Regions from separate parts of the Mustela erminea genome. Here region 2 is linked to region 1. Evidence: chromatin contacts called from public Hi-C data. All regions are on one chromosome and are shown on one strand. Each heading gives the region's core, a stretch centred on a gene start, on an enhancer-like site or on the middle of the called end of the contact. The rest is flanking DNA. Distances are from core to core; before and after follow the strand shown. Region 1 holds the start of LEKR1 (leucine-, glutamate- and lysine-rich protein 1). Region 2 holds the start of TIPARP (protein mono-ADP-ribosyltransferase TIPARP).

The links. Hi-C and Micro-C count contacts between places; a contact is called where the count stands out from the background.
Region 2: a Hi-C map of skeletal muscle shows a contact between it and region 1, with 5 times the contacts expected there. The contact joins the promoter of TIPARP here to the promoter of LEKR1 in region 1. A contact is called at or near these places in 3 of 3 Hi-C or Micro-C datasets (fibroblasts, skeletal muscle and spleen).

What each region holds. Positions count from the first base shown.
Region 1 is chr1:138,669,340-138,676,406 of mMusErm1.Pri, forward strand. LEKR1 (leucine-, glutamate- and lysine-rich protein 1) reads right to left here and starts at 3,001. Exons shown (of 13, transcript XM_032343951.1): 1 at 2,908-3,001. It overlaps LOC116591208 (a long non-coding RNA gene), which reads left to right and starts at 3,073. Exons shown (of 3, transcript XR_004285870.1): 1 at 3,073-3,654; 2 at 6,085-6,169; 3 at 6,777-6,813.
Region 2 is chr1:138,819,725-138,826,791 of mMusErm1.Pri, forward strand. TIPARP (protein mono-ADP-ribosyltransferase TIPARP) reads right to left here and starts at 3,426. Exons shown (of 6, transcript XM_032343991.1): 1 at 3,193-3,426.

The sequences.
Region 1 (7,067 bases), core at 1,751-4,250:
GAATGCTGGTTTAAAGGATGAAGTATGAAAAAGACAGTTATCAAATTAAATATCATCCGCAGACATGGAAGATCAGTGCATCAAAGCATGAGAAGTGTTCATTTTAAGATGAACATTTACATAATTTTGTTCAGATATTTTACTTTAATAGATTTTCATTTTCTTTTTTAAAACATTTTATTTATTTATTTGACAGACAGAGATCACAAGTAGGCAGAGAGGCAGGCAGAGAGGCAGGCAGAGAGGCAGGCAGAGAGCAGGAGTGGGAAGCAGGCTCCCCGTCGACCAGAGAGCCCCAAGCTCCCAGGACCCTGAGACCTTGGCCTGAGCCGAAGGCAGAGGGTTAACCCGCTGAGACACCCAGGTGCCCCAGATTTTCATTTTCTAATAAAAGAACTCAACATAAAATTCTTTTTTTTTTAAAGATTTATTTATTTATTTGACAGAGAGAGATTACAAGTAGGCAGAGAGGCAGGCAGAGAGAGAGAGGAGGAAGCAGGCTCCCTGCTGAGCAGAGAGCCCGATGCAGGACTCGATCCCAGGACCCTGAGATCACGACCTGAGCCGAAGGCAGGGGCTTAACCCACTGAGCCACCCAGGCACCCTCAACATAAAATTCTATCACTACTTTGTTATAACTGCACAAGGTGACTGAAGGAAGTACTTTCGGGTTTTTTTTTTTTTTTTAATCTTTCCCAACTATGGAGAGAGAATACACAGTCCAGTTTCGTAAGAAATGTTTATATATACATCTGAGGAGTGACGAGTAGAAAGAGGGCAGCGGAGTATGAACAGGCACAATTCCATAGCAAGGAAGAAAGTCTGAGGGCCAGGAGTGGTAGAGAAGGAACAACCTAGGAGTTCAGAAAAGAAACCTGTCTTATCTTTCGGGTGGGAATTGGAAACTATGGAAGGCTTCCTGAAGCCATCTGCTTTTGATCAGAGCATGATTTTGACACAAAGATAGACTGGAGGCAGAGTACTCTATCAGAGACAGCAACCTCAGCCACTACAGAGTGTTAGGGAAATTGTAGTTGACAAAAATTTCTGTAGTAGCAGTATTTTTTTTTAATCATGCAACCATTGTTGGAAAGAAAATTCCTCATCCCCTGTGTTAACACAAAGCCTGCTGTTTTAATGAGATGCTTTTTAAAAACAAATAACTAATGGACTCTCTTCCCATAGAAAGATAATGTGTGTGTGTGGTAAAGTTAACTGGAGTTAACTATGAGGGTAAAGTTAACTGACATAGCTAACATAGGCCCACATAGCCAAGTACATAATAATCTGATGTTCAGCAGACTGTCTCTGATGTGGCAAGAGCTCATTATTCACAGAAGGCTCATTATTCTCTCTTCTGTCATTTTACAATGGACTCACCATCAGTAAAATAAGATGGCATCACCTTAATTAAACTCTGGTAGGAGTAGAATTTTTCCTAAAATTACCAACGAAATCTCCTTTTTAAATTCCACCCATAAAATTATTTGAAAGTATGGATCTAGTGACAGTATAAACAAGGGACCAGTGGAACAGTTTTTGTTTAGTATCCTCTTCATCTCTACAACTATTCCAATTTTGTAGCCTTATTATAGCAAGTGGGGAAATTTGGCAGGTTCTGATTACTGAAGAATTAAATACTGCCAACCCGAAAAATCTCTCCACAATGCAGAAAGAAAACAGTCTTATTACTGAATAAGCATTTAACTAGATTGTGACGCACATCAGAGCCAATCTGCTAATGAGACTACAAAGACAGAAAGTAACTCCACTTTTTTTTATATAACTGTGTAGATACAATCCATTACATACATCTTCTCAAGAGAAACGGTAACTCATTCTCAATACAGTCTGTTATACAATTTCATAGTTTGTTTTCAATTGACCTAGTAACTGAAGAAGCTATCTGCGCTAGTTAATTGCGACTGTTCTAAGGAATACAAATCTCTAGGACAGAGCCCTTGGTACTAATGTAAGGAGCCTAGGCGAAATTTCCAAGGTGACAGATAGCTTCCTTGATGTTTACATTTTAAAGAAATTTTTCTCAAGTCCTCAAGAAAAATTGAGTCTTTTTAAAAATCGCATAGGTATTAAAGGAACGGTGGAAACATTCACAAATACAAAGTTTCTCAAGAAAGGGAAGGGGAAAGTCTCTTTCCCCTTTGGCAACACGGCAATTTTTTAAATTATTACTTCACTCGCACATTATTTTGCATGTTTTATGAAGTCAGTTTCTTTTATTCTTTCACATTACATACATGAAGGCTGCCCTTGAGCAAGAGGTGCGGTGAAACTGGCAGCAACCACTAAGTATTTGTGAACCTGCTCTTTAACAGGATCACAAGGAAGATGTCGAAAACACAGGAACGTCCTGGATTGTTCACTTCCGATTCCCTTCCTCACAGCAGTGTCACGTTGGGCCATTAAGTCACGTTCAGCTTTCGGGCCCTTCCGTAAACACACCCTTCCCCTGGTGTGAATCACCCGCAAACGAGCAGGTCACGGTCAGGTGAAACGAAGTTCACGTTCTAAGACATTCCTGAAGCGGCGGGATTTTCCAAATAGAAACCAACTGCAAGGCCAGCTAAGACTGCTGGATTTTGAAACCCGTCCCCTTCTAACCCCGTACCCTCGGGACCTGCTGTGGCAAGAGGAAGGAGGAGGGTGCAGGGCGGAGGACGAGCTGCGCTCTCGTTAGAGGACGCCGGGGCCAAGCGAGCTCGCGGAAGCTGTGCAGGGGCCGCAAAGGGGTGCGGGGGCGACGCTCGGGGCCACATTCCCTTGCCCCGGCGCCGCGGCTCAGCCTTCCGGCTCTCTCCCCCGGTGTCAGCACGCCTCCGCTCCGGAACTGCGTCCCGAGGACTGGGTAGGCCGGGGGGCACTCAAGGAAGTCATTCATTGTCTCACCTAGACCTCCACTCGGAGTGCGAACGGCTTTCGCGGTCTCCCCGGAGACCAAAGCTACGCGTCGGCTCGACGTCAGGGCGCAGTGACGTCACGGCCCACGCCGTTCGCCAACGCAGAGCGGGGCTCCCTTGCCACGCCTCGGGCCCCACGCGCCCGGCGGAAGCCGGAAAGCTCTCGACGGGGTTTGCGGGGAGTGAGGGGGCGGGGGGCGGGGAGGGGGGGGCTTGTCTGATACCGAGTGTTTTGTGAGGGAAGGAAGGGGCGCGAAGACGAACGTGGGGGAGGCCAGGCTGGAGTCCTAGTAGAAGCTGCTGAGAAGAGAAATGTCCCTAGGTTCAAGTGGGTTGGAGAGAGACTCAGCCTGCAGTGGTGGCCTAGGTCCCTGTACCTCTGATCCCTGGCTCTAGAGCCCGCAAAGCGGGCACAGCAGTGGGCCATTATAATACTGAGCGCCAAGAAGAGAAAAGCCTGTTGAAGAGGTCATGAGTATAAAGGGAAGCTCTGGTCATTGGCATTGCCACGAGGGCAATTGGGAAGGCGTTAGAATTTTCATAGCCCAAACTACTCGGGATGTAGTAAGGCTCATTCAGAAGGTACCCTGAGACTGCCCTCGTACACAAGTTATTTACAGGAGGCTGCGTAGCTTTACACGTGACTCTTCCTTCATAAAGCAAGTGTTTATTAATGACCTACTACTAAGAGACAAGCACTGCATACCGGAATGGGGTGATTCTGTGACTAACCCAGGTAGGGGCAGCTACTGGTGTGATTTTCAAGTGACTCTTAAATAGTCCCAATCTCACCTTTCCCAGGTATATGAGGTCGAAAATGTAGCTCTTACAAGAAAAATCGGATGTGGCTCACTAGCATGGAAAGAGACTTGTTACTTTCGGATGAAGTAAGGTTTAAGAAAGAGAAAACTAGTTAAAACCTATAGATTTAGAGGTGACCAAACCATGCAGAGCAGTGCTGAAACGGTAGTCAAACTGCTGGTGAGAGCTGTTTATTAATGAAAATGACAGCATGTAGTAGTGAACACTCCTAAAAGCCTTGTTCCCCAAAGTCTTAGAGGTAGATATACCCTGTACACTTAACCTGGCGGATATTTTTGCCCCAACGCCTACCAACGACTTTGAGATTCCACCCCCTCAAAGAGCGTTTTTCTCCATTTGGAAAAGGTAAGCAACAAGAGGACTGAAGAGGTTAAGGGGAGTAGAGGACAGCCAACAAAGTGATCAGGTAGGACATGCTTATGAGAAGTGCAAAGGACTTTCAAAAGCTGTTTATGTTCAGCATGTTTCTTTGAGGGACAATGAAGGTAGGATTGTTCTCAGTAATGGGGTTTAGACATGAGGCATAAAAAAAGGAGTTCATCTAGGTCCACTGAGTGCTTTATCTGGAACAGAAACTGTACACCTAAAGCAAGGTGACTTTTCTGAGGCAATAGTATTTATTGAGTACTTCGTGTATATGATAAGGAAAGGAAAGGAAACACCTTAAGGGTGGAAGAAGATAGAGCTGAAAGGCTGTAATTTGTTCTGTGATTTAATTTCATCTGTCCTTAGTCATCTCTACATAGCCTTGAGACCAGTTTTCCTCCCACCATAAGCATCCGCACCACAAACGTCCCTTAGACCTACACTGTCCAATTAGATAGCCACGTCTGACTAATCAAAATGAAATTTAAAAATTCCTTTATTGCACTAGCCACAGTACGAGTGTTCAGTAGTCATATATTGCCACAGCATCAGGCTACCCATATTTAGAACATTGTCATCATCAGAGAAAGTTCTGAACAGGGAGCAGTAGGCCCAGTAAGAATTTCAAGGATAAAGAGAGTTAATAAATTGTGAAGAATAGCGTTTGTTAAAAAATAGCAGTGAAAGGCGTTATCCCTGAAGACCACAGCACAGATGAAGAGTTATGAAATTTGTTACTTTTTAAAAAAAGAAATCCAGTAAGCCTGCCCACAGGGTCTTGTGTGTTTATTCTTGGTTCTCTGTTGATCTCAATCTCTCCTTCTCTCCCTCTGAATTTCTTTCCTTTTTTCGGTTTGTCCACTACTTTTCTTCACCCCATTATTGGCTATACTGGAATTGAAGTAGAATTTAAAATGTTCCTATCATTAAACATACTGAAAGTTTTGTGTTATTCTGTTCTTAAATTTTAAATCATCTAAGTTTCACTTTTTACTGTGACTTTATAAAGTAATCCATTGATAATTAAGTTCCTTTTCAACTTCTATAAGACCCTTTATTATTTGTTTTCCCCTGTGGGTCAATGACCCCTGAGAGAAAAAAATATAGTCCCTGGTTTTGGAAGAAGAGTCTAAAGAGCCTAAAGTTTAGTCTAAAGTGACTAAAAGCTTTCCACAATGTCTGTAGACCTTTGTGTTGTAGTAGTAATATTTATGAGAACACTGTCTGTGCTTTTGTTTCTATCATGAATTTACCTAAGATATTGATCCATCAAGGCACTGTCATTCATCCCATTCGTTTTGGTAATAGTATAACCCCCTTCCCTCCCTCCATAAAAAGCATATGGAAGAATAGGTACTTCGTTGGAAAGTCTGATGAAAATATCAGGAAGTCTCCCCAAGATTGCTAATTTCAAAGTGAGTTCAGAACTGTACCAAAAGGAGCATGGCAAAATTATAGTTAGCCCAGCTTTATTTTTATCTTGTGAACCAGAACACACATACTAATACCTCCAAAGTTTGAATGAAACAGTTGCAATACAGGCCTCCCAGGTGGGAAGCAACCATGGATTTCACTGCTAATTCTGGGATCTATCCAATGCAATTGCAGAATTTTTAAAAAACTAACATTTATTGGGCTCTTTCTGTTTGCCAGTCACTTCATACACAATGTCTCATTTATTGAGAATCCTTCCAAACATAACTCAGTCATATCCTTCTTATTGTTTACTTTTACCCAAATGATGGAAATGGCCAAGGGCAAGGTCAAGGGCAAGGTCCAACATGTGACCACTGAAGTGTACTTGGAGTGAAAAGTATAAGCAGAAGCACCTGGGTCTCATGTACTGTGTTAGTTGACTCTGTTGGGCAGTCAGTACCCAGGAGGCATCAGTAACACATGTAAATACTCAAAAAGTATTGAATTCTGGAAACTTGACTTTGTCTTAGACTTACTTTTTTTCATAACTTTTCTGATACAGCTTCCAGTTTTCAAAAAAGAGGCCAGCTACAAGTGACTACTTGCTTTGTTGTACTTACCCCAAAACACTTTATTCTCACCAAGATGTGTATTAGATTTTTCTTTTCCCTAATACTGTTTTTGTAAGTGCTAATCAACATTTAAAGTTGTAGATTCCTTTGTAAAGCTGCTTTGTATATTTTGAATTCCAAATAACCGGTCTAGAGGTAGCTTTGGCCACAAAATATTATTTGTGGGGTTTTGCTTTGTATATTTTTTAATCCATCCAATGTATATATTTTAATCCATCCTATGTGCAGTATAAACTTGAGTACCTAATAAAATGAAAGTCACAATGTTTAAATAGCATCTCTCTCTAGGAGTTCAAATGTGTTGTGATCTATGCAGTAATAAATTCTATATTGAATTCTTTTTAGCCCTGAGAATAGAATTATTGAACAAATTTCCAATGAGACATCAAGCCTTTAAGTGATATACATCTACTCTCAAATATTAAAAGTAAGTCAGGCACTATAGCAAAAACTTCAGTGATTTTAAGTATATTCTCTTGTGGCCATTCACTACTGACAAAAGCTTTACCCAAAAATGTACTATGTGCCAAGTATACTTTAATATTTGTTACATGATGGGTGTCTGGGTGGCTCAGTTGGTATGCGTCTGCGTTCGGCTCAGGTGTTGATCCCAGGGTCCTAGGATGGAGCTCCACAGCCCCATGTCAGGCTCCTTGCTTAGCAGGAAGCCTGCTTCTCTCTCTCCCACTCCCCCCACTTGTGTTCCCTCTTTCGCTGTGTCTCTGTCAAATAAATAAAATATTCTAAAAAATATTTTTTACATAAGTATATTTATTTTTATTGAAATATAATTGACTTTTCACATTTTATTAGTTCCAGGTACATAATATAATGAGTCAATATTTGTATATATTGTGAAATAATCACCACAATAAGTCTAGTTAACATCCATTACCACACATAATTACAAACT
Region 2 (7,067 bases), core at 2,176-4,675, 150 kb after region 1:
ATTCATTCATCAAAATGTTTTGTTTCAGTCTGTGACTAAGTCCGTGAGGTCACTTGTCTTATACCATATTTCATCTTTATGAGTTAATTTTAAATTTTATTGAGAAATTAAGGCTCCAAAGAAGCTAAGGCTATTCAAAAGCCCAGAGCAGGTAAAGGTAAACCTTCCAACAGGCTCTTGACATTTATTTGCGGACAATATACAATTGGTAATTCTGCTGGGGTATGAATTTTTACTGTAAGTCTAGAGTGTGGTGGGGGGTGAGGGGTAAAAATAAGTGTGGCTAACAGATGACAACAGGGAAACCACATATCTGCTTTGTGGTTCTCTTCACAGTTGTTTCTTTATCACCAATCCCAGGAGGTGACAAAACCTGTTTCTTTGTTTTTTTTTTTTTTAAAAAAAAAGTTCACCAAATGAAGGATAAACTTCGAAGTTAAATAGTGAGTGAATTTAAAAGCATGAGGATATAGTCAAGAAACAGGGGCTCTCAATTGAAATGTTATATAGGAGAAAGCCAGGAGCATGTTGAAGTGTTTCTAAATTTCAATATATTCCCCAAGGATGTTAAGGGTCTACTTTTACAATCCCCAAAACATTACCACTATTGGAGGAAGAATACCAGTTGATTGTTTAGCAACAGAAGCTATATCAGCAGTAAACACTACACGCTGTCTTAGAAACCAAAACACAACTTCATAATTTAGAAAGGGCCTCCATATCCTTGTCTTCAGAAAAGTTACATATATGATTTTATCTATTAAAACAAATGAAGGCATGTTATAGAAAAATAATACAAGAATAAAAAACACACACCAAATGTGTTTCAATGAACTCCTGAGACCAAAAAAAGTGCTGTTTTCAAAGAATCAGAAAACTAAAACCTAAAGTAAAAAGCAAAGAAAACTTTGTAAAATGACAGTTCTCTCCACAGTCTAACATTCATTAACCAATTCTGAAAATATTTACTAAGCATTGTATGAGATGGAAGAGCTGGTGATGAGCAATTAATCTTCTCTCTTGGCCAACTGACCAAAAGAATAAGAGATCATTGATGTTAGGGCCCATGACTTCATCAAATACTCCTCCCAAGTGATCAGTACCATGTGAGTACAATGCACACGGTGGGTGCTCTATAATATTTTTTAACCGAATCACTGAAGAAAATGCACCTGTTAAATGAGTAGTTCTGTTAGCCTTTATAGGTCAACAACAGAATGATAAAACTGACTACCCAGAATAACAAGTATTAAAGATCTCATTGGAGAGGTTCATGAATCTATGTATAGAACATTCATAATGAACAAACTCAGAAATAAACAAAAACACAGTACAGTTAACCCCTGAACTAGGCCAGAGTGGGGACAGTTCAGGGAACTCACCCCTGGAAAAATCCGCTTTTAACTTCTTGCCTCTCGAAAAACTTAACTACTAATAGCCTACTGCCGACCAGAATTAACAAGCTGATTAACACGTTCTGTGTTATATGTATTATATACTGTATTCTTAAACAAAGTAAGCTAAAGAAAAGAAAATGTTATTGAGAATATCGCAGGAAAGAGAAAACATGTTCATAGTACTGTACAAATTCCGCATATAGGCGACCCCGGAAAGTTCAAATCCCTGTTCTTCAATGCTCAACTGTATATAACCAGGTGTTAGTGCACACGGTAAGTACAAAAGAAAAAGGCGGAAAGAGTTCAGTGTGAGCTGGCATTGTTAGGGAAAGCTTCACAAGGAGGGACTTGACATAAGACATAAATCAACTGGAAAGCAGCCAAGCCAGGCGTTATTATTCATCACTTGGTGATCTTGCCTCAAGGCACAATTGGCACAGATTGTGGTATTCCCTCTCCACCACACTAAATCCGCTTGTGTCTTCCCTCGCGTGTCTATGCGCGCACGCGCGCGGTCACACACTCACACACACACGACATTCCTCTCACCTCCAATCAAGGGAAAAGAGACACTGGAGGTGTATATACACACACACACATACACACAGACTATAACTTTTCTTGTTATTGCCCTCCGCCAGGCTCTGAAAGAAAGCAGAGAACTGAGGAGTGGCTGGAGTGGGGAAGTCACTAGAACCTAGTTCCTCAATTAGTTTGCATAACAGAAAAATAAAGACTGGAAGGACACTTCCTCCGGTCCCCCGCTGCAGGGACCTACCGCTCCACCCCTCGCCTCGTGATGTCCCCAGTCCTCCGGGACTCCCGGCCCCTGGCACCGAGCGCGGACACCACCATCTGCAAACTCAGGACTCCTCGTCGACCAGCCGCGACGCGACACCGGGACGCCGAGCCCGGGTCCGAGAGACGCCTCCTGCCGGCCGCGGCGGTTTTCGCAGCTCCGCCCCCCGGGCCGGGCCAACTCCGCTCAGCGCACCGCAGCTGAGGCGCCGCCGGGCTCGGCCAATTCCCGGCGTTCCGAAGCATCCCACCCCCTCAATGGCCCTCGGCAGGCACCGGAGCGCCCCCCGAACCCTAGCTGCAGCCTGGTCCCAACGAGCGCCCCCCGCCCCGCCCAGGCTTCCCTCCATCCCAGAAGCCCCTCACGGCGCCTTCCACAGTTAATTTCTTCCTCGCCTCCTCAACCGACCTTCCCGACAGGATCGTCCTGCCAGTCTCGGAGGCTCCAGAAAGGAGCCGAGAGGTGCAAGGGGAAACGCGGTCGGCGGCTCTCGGGGTGGCGGCCAGGAAACAGGCGAACACTTCTGCGCCTTCAAAGTTGATCTGAAAACAGCCTGCAAACTTCTGGGCTGCAGCCGGAATGCGGGTCTGCCGGAAGGCTCCCCTCAGCTGCCGTGCCCGGCGCCTCGATCTGCGAACTGCTCCTCCGCCTCAGAGCGCTCGGGGTCCGCCCGGCGGGGGAGGCCGCATAGACGCGCCCCCCGCGCCCACCCAGACCAAGTGGGAACCCGGAGACGCCGGCGACCGCGACTAAACCCTTCAGTGTCTCCCTCCGATTTATACACCTGCCCGAGGCCGTAAGTGATTAGTAAGTGTAAGCCAATCCCATCCCGATACTGACTGGATCCGAATGAATTCGGCAGGAAGAAAACGCACAGTCTAAATATCAATCACCCTAGATCCCCCGAAAGGCTGCGAGGCCGGCGCCACCGTCCGCGCCCGCCATCCCAGCTAGGGTCTCTCGCCCGCCCCTCAGAGCCCACCCGGAGCCCTTCACCTGATCGAGCAGCCTGAGAGAAGCGACCGCAGGAGCCGAGTCGCCGCCGCACCGCCGGCTCGCTGGTAGCGTCCGCGCGGGAGGATTGGCGCGGAGAGCGGGCTTGGGCGTCTAAGGGTCGCAGGCCGGAGACGCGACGAGCAGCGCACGGGCCATTCCGCCGCCGGGAGTGCAGAAAGCCGCGACCGCACTGCCGAACCAGCTCTCTCGCCTGTCACCGGGAGCTCTGCTTTAAAGTGGCTTCCGGTCGCCTCTTCTCGGCTGTCCCGTCGCGGAGGCGGAGCCTGAGCAGCGGGGGAAGAGGGGTGGGGTGAGAGGGCCCGGCGCTCAGTGGGTGCCGCTCAGGAGGCCCGCCCCACGTGCGCGTGCGCGCTCGCTTGCAGGGAGGCGCGCGAAGTGTGCGTGCGATGGCCGCGTGTTCCCGCGAGGGGGCGTGTCCTTCCGCGCGCCGGCTGGGTACCGGCGAGTCCAGGTCTGCGCGCGTTGGGGAGCGCGCGGCTGTGAGGAGGGGAAGTGTGGGCCGCGTGGGGCAGACTCTACGTGCCCGCAAACACACGGAGGATCACTGGGTTCCGAGGAAACCCGGGCACCCGAGAGAGGATGTGAGACAGAACGAGCCGTTTCTGTGCGGTTGGCTTTATTTGCCTCCTCACAAAACGCCTCTTGCCCTTGACGCCGCGGGACCCCGACAGGAGGCAAACGGCTGCTACAGCCGCTGTGGCCAGACGGGGTCGCCCGCCCCAAGCCTGACGGATGGCCCGCCGCGCACCCGAGTCGGCAGCCGGTCCGCCGCGGTCGCTAGCGCGCCAGTTTCAGGGGGAACGTAGCCTGACAGAAGGGAAACTCGGCTTTGGGGCTTTGACAGTAGAAGCGCGAATCTGTTCTAGAAAGCTTTTAAGTACCGTAATGACTAATTTATTCATTCAACAAATGTTTGTCGAGTGTCTGTTGCGTGCCAGGCATGCAACTAGGTTTAGGCTACAGCCCTGATTAACTCGGACGCCATGCCTCTTTTCATGGAACTTGCAGAACACCATGTATTCGTGTTTAAAATATACACTGCATGTGAATTTGCTATAGTTTCTGGACTATAAAATGTCTTGGTCTATAAAAGTCTTTGCTATAGTTTCTGGACTATAAAATGCCCTTCCTATATTGAATTTCAGTGATGGAAGTAGAGGCACTACGTTAGATTCATATAATCACTATTATATCGGAGGAGAAAGACCCTTTTGCTCAAAGTTAATTATGGCTGGGTGCCTGGGTGGCTCAGTGGGTTAAGCCGCTACCTTCGGCTCAGGTCATGATCTCAGGGTCCTGGGATCGAGTCCCGCATCGGGCTCTCTGCTCAGCCGGGAGCCTGCTTCCCTCTTTCTCTCTCTCTCTGCCTGCCTCTCTGCCTACTTGTGATCTCTCTGTCAAATAAATAAATAAAATCTTAAAAAAAAAAGTTAATTATGGCTATATCCCCCAGTAGCTGGCAGAAAAGGAGAAGGGAACACTGCTTGCGAAGAGATGCTCTCTGCCGGTGGCCTGAAATCTAAACCGACTGAATTCCATAATTCGGAGAGTTTCTGGGTTGAAAAAGCCAACTATTCCCTTACAAAACATGAAAGCCTGTAAAAATAGTAGCTAAGCAGCAGCAGTAGTAGAGATAATGGTTTCGAGCTTTCTTAAACTCTTCAAAACCAGATTGGGTGAAACACCAGCAGAAAATAGATTAAGGGTAGTACCTCCCCAGCGGCTTATTTCAAATTGCATCAAGTCATGGCCATTCAACTAAGATAGTAATGATATGGACAAAATTCAGACACTAATAGGTAAGATAGAATTTTCAGGCTTAACAGCTGTATTAAGACAGTATCTTGGTCTGTGCCTACCCCTACATAGAGTTACCTAGAAGCAAGTATCTAAGTTTAAATCTACCATTTTTACTATTTGGTCTTTGTCTCAATCTGTTCTATGGTCCTTAGATTTCATGCCTTCTTTTGGATTAAATATTTTTAATTCTATTCTCTCCCACCAGTAAGTTATACATTATTTTTATTTTCGTAGCAGTTCAGTTATTTATTGCTGTGTACAAACCACCCCAAAACTTAGTGATTTAGAATAACAGTTCTTATTTGCCCATGATTCTGGATTCTCTGGCTTTGGAATTCAGACAGTGCATAGTGCATGTGGCTCAGTTCTGCTTGGTGATGCCTAGGGTCTCAACTGGGGTGGTTCAAATAGCTGGGCCTGGCTCATCTAGGGCCATATGTCTTGGGCCTCTGTTCTGGCTATTAGCTGGATTCCCTAGTTTTTCTCTGTAAGCCTTGTCTTCAGGATTCATTTGGGCTTCCTCACAGCATGATAATCTCAGGGTTCCAAGAGAGAGCAGTCCAAGAGGACAAGCCTCAATATGCAAGCTTTTGCTTGCATCATGCTTGTTAATGTGTCTGTCACCAGAACAAGGCATATGACAAGCTCAGCATCTACATGGGAGGGACCCACAGGAGACCATGAATACAAATATAAGAAGGTGTGGTTCATTGGGGGTCCCTTGGATTAAGGGTAGACCACCTTATTCCATGGATTAATAGTTAAAAGTTACTAGTTAAAATTACTTCCAGAGTGTAGCCCTTTGGAATTCCAGTTTAAAGTCTTTCTTTCTTAGGCCCTGAACACAAATTTTTCACCTTCCATTCCCTACCCATGTCTCTTGAGGCAGTTGAAAACTCTAGCTAGTTCTTAGTTTTTCCACTATGACTTTCAGAATGTCAATTGCCCCAAAGAGAAAAATGGCACTTTCTGGACTCAGGACTCTTGGATCTAGGCTGCTCAGACTGTTAATGTTTTACTACTCCAGAGAAGGTATTTTCTACAAGGTCCACTTCAAATGTGACCCCTGGAAGAAATGGAATTGGAAGGTCCTCCTATAGAACAGAATCAGGAACTGACAGATTAACTGACCAAGGGCATAGATTTCTAATTATCCAACGGATTGGAGATGTTCTATGGACCAGTGACCACTATGTGTTTCTCATTTTCCCCTTTCCTGAATGGGACTTTTACCAATATCCTGTACTTTGCCTATCTACCATTATTTTAGGGGTATTGAGGCAAAAAACTTTTCTTTAAAAGTTGGTTGCCAGAGCATGAAGAGCCACACAGTTGTTGGGAGTACTCCATATCATTGGAACTTCTAGATCCTGGCCTCTGAGCTCATTATCGTAACTGGATGCGAGACTCTGAGATTGTTCCTCTTAGGGAGGAGATGAATGTATTCCTTGTATGAGAAGGGGCAGCCGATACTACTTATTCCCCTTTCTTCTCAGAAAGAGCCTGATACTTTGGGAGTGGGCGGGCAGAGGGCTAGCAATGTGCCTAACCAAAAAAACTCATTTTCCAAGATCCCATACACTTATGAGTAGCCATAGCATATAGTTCTGGACATATGATGAAGATTTCTAGAAAAGCATTTATTTTCCTTAACATACATAGACACACCTTCTGTTTCTTCTTCTTCCTCCTAGAATACTACCATGGGATGGAGATGGAGCCTCATGACAAAAACAAAAGTGAACATAATGTGGGAAATATAAAGATGGGATCCACAAGCTAGGGATTCTGGAGCAGAAAGATAGGAGTCTGTGTCATTCATGACATCTTGAAGCTGCTATGGTAGTCCTAGACTGTCTACCCTAGAACTCATTGTAACCCCAATTTAGTTTTTCTGTTTTCTGTTATGTGTAGCTAGACATGTTCTTAGCTAATAAACTAATACATAAACTATAATAGCTATCTTCTAACTGGTTTTCTTGCATGCAAACTCCACCAGTTAGATAGCAACATAACCATATGTCAGAAATATGAGCTGTCAAAGTAATGCATCA